Linked DNA regions of Hordeum vulgare: region 1 is linked to region 2. Evidence: chromatin contacts called from public Hi-C data. All regions are on one chromosome and are shown on one strand. Each heading gives the region's core, a stretch centred on a gene start, on an enhancer-like site or on the middle of the called end of the contact. The rest is flanking DNA. Distances are from core to core; before and after follow the strand shown.

Region 1 (2,896 bases), core at 228-2,727, 290 kb before region 2:
CAGGGCTAATCAGACAAGGACGTGGAGTTACCTAAGATTTTTTGGGCGTGGCATCTTAATTTTCACGCATTGGTGAAAATTACCAGGAGATTAAAATTAGTACAGAAAAAACCAGAAAGATTTTCAGGCGAACGAGTTGGTGGATCTTTACAAGTAACGTGTTATGGGTGACTATAAACATGAGGTAAGAGCAAAGAGCAGCCTACTTCTCATAGTGGGAGCTGTATATAGTTGTCAAGATTGGTTGGTCTTATGGAGTTCATCTTCTAATTCAATCATGAAAAGGAAGAAAATCACACATTCAAGCCAGATAAATCAGTGAGGTGTTCCACCCTTGGACCATTGAATGTTTCCCCTTTTTACAGGTTATTACTGACAAACTGATTGCGGTGTTGGGGTTCATATAAACTGCAGGTAGTGTAATGGCATATATGATGAAACTTAGATCTGTGAAACTTGGTGTGTTTGTGTCCTTCAGATTATACAGAAAAAAAAACTCTTGTGTCTACGTGAATATTCCAAAGAGAGGGTATGGAGGGAGAAACAAGGAACTGTAATCATGAATCAATCAAGAGGAAATGACGTTGTAGGAAATTTTGGGAAATCTCTTACAAAAAGAAGCTGGACAGTTCTCTTCCCTTTACCAATAATACAAGGAAGCATTTCATACACTGGGAAGCACTCTAAATAGTGATGCTTCTTCGAGCATTGCATACCCTCGGAAGCACCCTAAATAGCTATGCTTCAATTAAGATGCCATCAGTGAATGAAGAACCGAAAAGGAACACGGCAATAAAGAATCTAAGCAACCAGCGCATTCATCACGGAGTAGTAAAGATCCAGAAAGCTTGTAGAGCCAAGAACACAAGCAGGTAATTAAGACGGTCAGAGGACATCAGTCCCCACTCCATACTTCCTAGCCATCCACTCTACATCTCCAACAGTGAAAAAAAGATGTACTCCTACCTAGTAGACCAACAACCCGCGTCGTCAAAGCAGCGGGACGGAAATAAAATTGTTTCAGAACCAGCTAAGCAGGAAAGATGAACAAAGATGTCACTACAGGTTGAAGAAGAGGATGAATTTGCTCAAAGAAGAAGAGGAAGAGGACGAAGAAGAAGAAGAATACTTACAGAGGCACCACTACACCATGCTGTTCTTGCGCTGTTCTTGGCGTCTCTGAATCAACAACAGTTGCAGGAGAGAGAGACAGCCGAAAATTATTGCAAGGGAGGGGGGAGATCTCAACCGAAAGATTCTTTCTCTTCTCTTCGCCCAGCTCAGCTCGGAGTGACTAGGGTGGGAGGGAGGTGCTGTGGTGTTGCCTGTTGGTGGTTCAGAGTGTGTATGCGTATATATGGAAGTGGGGGTGGAAAGGAGGGGAGGAGACAGGAGGCAGCGAGAAATTAGGGCACGCGAGGCAGACGCAGGGCAGGGGGGAAGGAAAAGACGGGGGAGGAAAAGGGACGGGCGGAAAGGAGAGGCGTCCGTATTTATAGACACGGAAGCAAACACAGGAAAAGCTAGCGAGCATGGCGTGGCATGGCATGGCCAGCCACAGTTGCGATGCGATGCGAGCGCCATCACCGTGCATGCAGCCAGAGCCAGGCACGGCCACACATGGACCATGCGCACATGGAGCCATGGAGAGACGGGGACGGACGTGCGTTCGTGCATCTCCCCTCTCCCTCTCCCTCTCTCTCTCTCTCTAGCTTGGTCGAGCTGACTTCACAGTGGCTGTGGAGCAGGGAGGAAGAGAGAGAGGGAGGCCATGCAGCCAGGCACTTCACTGTTGGAGAGGAGATGGAACAATGGCAACGGCAGGTGGAGCCTCTCTGGATGGATGGGCTCAAATCAAATAATTTCCCCCGCGCGTCTCTAGGCCATTTCCTTGCAGATGCGTGCCTCCTCCTTTTTCCTTTCGCCTTTGTTCGCCGGCCATGAAATTTACTGCCGCGCACTGTATTACTAGGGGGAAATGGCTGTGCCGTGTCCCCGAAACTGGCCCCTCCACTGTGCTTCAAACCCATGCATGATGCCGCGCAGAGAACGTCGACAAAAGTAATCCATGCAGCGAAACAAAAACAGAATTTGTGTAGAGGGGGGAAATAAAGAAGGGAATGAAAAAGGGTTCCCGTGGAGCAGCGTGCTCGATCCATCTCTGCGTGACCTTGTAAAACGCACTTTTGACAAGATCACTGCCTGGTATCGTTAAAGTGGATCCGTGGAGGTGGAGCACGAATCAAGATCACCTGAACAAAAGGTGGGGGGCTTCCTTCTCCTTGTTTAATGCTGGCATACTTTTTTTATGGAGGAGCAGCCAACTGTTTCATCAACGACTGAAAAGAAGCAGATACTGTTGGTTGTGTATAGAGGTTGCATCTTCATGGACGGAGCAGTCGTTATTAAAGAGCAAAAAAGATGAGAGTTCGGGACGGCTGAATCTTCCGGATGGGATCATGTCCGATGATGCACAACAACGACAATTACTACTGTTTACCAAGCGCGTGTGTTTCGAGGGCAAATAAATCTTGCAAAAAAAATTGGACGCTGCCATCCGAGGGAAAAGTTTAGGACTCCGCTGCAAATCTGTCATCAGAATTTATAGAGAAGAGTATACTTTTTATCCCTTAATTTTTGGTGGAGTCTGAATTTAATTTCTTAATTTTAGAATCAGATAACTTGCACCTTCAACAACTAAACCAGACGTGGTTCAACCCTGACCTCGACCAATGACCAAGGTAGAGGGTGGCCAGTATGGGTCATGGCCCATCCTACGATTTAAAAGTACCTTCTAGGAGTATATCGTAAGAAAAAGACTAAAAACTAATTATTATTTAAATAAATGTATATGTACAATACAATTGCCGGCCACCCTCACCTAGTGGGCTAGCTC
Region 2 (2,850 bases), core at 222-2,721:
CTCACAGCCTGCATCTGCATGGGATCATGGCACGGTTTAGGACAACTCCAACCCAAGATCGTCCGCGTCCGCTAAAAGATAAACGGACACAATTAACGGTCCAACACGCTGTAATAAACGAATGAAAGAATGTCCGTTTTCTGTCTTTTTTTTCGATCCATTCTTTTCATGATTGGGCCGCGCTTGCGACGAAACGGACATTACGCGAACTGACAGAACGTGTACCCTTGTCCTCTTTTGTCCGCTCGTCAAGGACACACCCGTTCCATTTTTCCTTAATTTCGTCCAAATCCTTCCGTGCGCCTCTCCCCTCCTTCCTTCATGAACAGCGAACCAACAACCCCGGCGATGCGAGCTCACGCCAGCGGTGATCGTCAAACTTGACGCCAACTCGACTGAGAGGAGGGACCGACGTTTGAAGCTGGTGGGGATGAAGGCGGCTGCGGCCTACGCCGTCGAGGCCGTCGCGCGGCCTCAAGTGCAACATCTTGCCCACGTTGATGAGAAAGAATCCATCGTCTTAAAGACGCTCACCCTTCTTATGCAAGGTTTGGCACGACTACCGTCGGCCATCCTCTCGGTCGCTGCCATGGCCGGGAGGAGCACGGGATCATCGGCCGCTCGTCCTCCTCAGTACAGGTCGTCGGGCTCGTCCACCACACCAGGCCCACTGCCTTACGACCATGGGCAGACATGATTCTCCATGTCACCGGAGTGCGTCATGGTCGCTCCGGCCACGCCCGTGAGATGCCATCAACCTCAACGTGACGACGGGGTACAGTGACGCTGGCCACACATCCGACGGAACGCAAAGGAAGCAGCCTCGGGCGTTTTCGACGGCTAGCTTCACCGACGCTCGCAAGCCGTTCGACGAAATAGCACAACCGACAACCTTGATTGCTCCGCGTTCATGAAAAGCGTCATCTTTGAGGCCGCCGACTGTGTTGTTGTGTTGTTGATATGAGAATGCAGGTTGTATTTTATAGGCCGTGTGTTGTGTTGCCGGCCGTCGTGAACTAGTACGAAACTCAGTGGAGGACAAGGGATGACCAAAGATGTGGTCGTGTGTTAGACGCCTGACCGACACAAACACAAATTCAAACGGATGTGGTTTCATTTTCATTCTCAAAGGGACAAAATTTGAACGGACTTCCGCTTGTGGTCTTGCATTGGAGTTGTAGAGAGAGAGAGAGAGAGAGCGTACGTGTGTGGTAGTAGTCCGTGTTTCGCGGCACGATGTGGTAGGATGGGTGGTCATCTCTGCGGCCTCTGGTGGCTACTTCTGTACGTGCGCCACGGGGATGGGGGACCCAACCCCAACCCCAGCCCCAATCCCAACCAAACCCCCGCGCGCGGCCGGGCATGTACGAAGCTGATGGATCAGCGGCACCGGCAGCGGCACCGGCCGGCACGCTTGCCAGCCCAAGCACACGCACTGTAGCTCAGGCTGCATGCGCCGTGTCAGAGAGGGGGCGCGCCCACCCAGAGACGAGACGGGTAACGTCGCTCCCCCCTGACACACGATGACCCACGTGGCGCCGTGCATGCATGCGTGCCGGAATGGAGCGCTTGTCTCTTCTCACCCGGCCGGCCATCTTCTGCTTCCCCCGCTTCGATCGGACGTAGTACGTACTAACTACTCCCTTACTTATCACAAAAATAATACAAATAAATGTATCTGAATTAAAATACATCTAGATACATCCATTCCTACGACAAGTATTTCCGGATGAAGGGAATACTACGTGCTCGCTCTGGGTGCACAGTTCACCACAATCATGCAACGCGGCGCCATTTCTTTTCTTTTCCTTTCCTTCTCGAGAGTATTTGCCCTTTTCTTATGTGTGTGCATTTTATGGTTTGTGTGTTATGAACGTCCATCCAATCATGGACCAACCGTTTACAACGAAGGAAGACTGACGAGCCGGTATCTGTGCAGGAGAGTTGTCCGATGCGAAATGAACGTCACACAAATCATCAAGAGCGCCGGAACGGTCAAACTGTAGATGTTCTTCATAGGAGTCAGGCTAGAACAAGGCCGATAAGCTGGAAGTCATGCAGGCCGGAGCGTTAAGTATCGTGGCAATTCCCTACGCGTTGTTGCGAGAATTATTGACAATATATGTAGATGATATTTTGCTTATATAAAACGTGATATTACAATTAACAATACAAATATAAAAATATAAATATATGACATTTATTATACTTGATTGATAAGTTTATTGTTGCAAAATAGTATAATGTGAGTATAAAGTTCCTTTAAGTTGTTCACGTGGGTGTCTACTTCATTAAGAGAAAAATGGAGATGAGTAGTGATGACGACTCTCCCCGCACGTTGCTGTGATAACTTTGTTAAAAAAGGCAGATGTAGTTGGTAAGTCTAATGAAAATAAAGTACTCAAGGAAATGAGTCTAGCTCACTTGGTTAAAGGAGTGGATATACAACCCATACACCCAGGTTTAAGTCCCCATAGACGCGTATTTGAGTTTTTATTATTTAAAAAAAACTCATTGTGGGGGTTTCCCTTAAGAAAAAAGTACTCGATAAAAGAAACCGACTAAAAATAGAATAACATCCTTTGAATTATAGTTACAAATGCCATTTCAATAAAATGTAAAGGATGACTAACATGCAGTGGCGAATCTGGGAGGGGTGCTTCAACAGGCTTGAGTCCCCCTTCCAAAAATTAAGAAACAAAAATTACTAGTTTTCATCATCAAAAGTTTAACATTATTTGAACTAGAAAACTAAAAATTAGTGTTTTTTCTTCACATTGTTAACATTGAGCCTCCCTACATTTTCTGTCAAGATTCACCACTCCTAACATGAATATATGATGTGGTACA

The links. Hi-C and Micro-C count contacts between places; a contact is called where the count stands out from the background.
Region 1: a contact with region 2 is called in a Hi-C map of seedling, with 2.5 times the contacts expected there. The contact joins the promoter of LOC123395453 here to the enhancer-like site in region 2. A contact is called at or near these places in 3 of 6 Hi-C or Micro-C datasets (leaf and seedling) and 1 of 1 datasets of contacts at active chromatin or transcription factors (embryo).

Annotation. Positions count from the first base shown.
Region 1 is chr5H:90,996,046-90,998,941 of MorexV3_pseudomolecules_assembly, reverse strand. It overlaps LOC123395453 (protein rough sheath 2 homolog), which reads right to left and starts at 1,477. Exons shown (of 2, transcript XM_045090456.1): 1 at 1,134-1,477.
Region 2 is chr5H:90,708,967-90,711,816 of MorexV3_pseudomolecules_assembly, reverse strand. No RefSeq gene overlaps it. Among protein-coding and RNA genes, the nearest start is that of LOC123395453, 290 kb to the left of the region's middle. Within about 2 kb of position 1,471, at least 3 of the 3 cell types and tissues checked have open chromatin away from gene starts, as enhancers often do. A contact at or near this core is called in leaf and seedling, where this site is marked.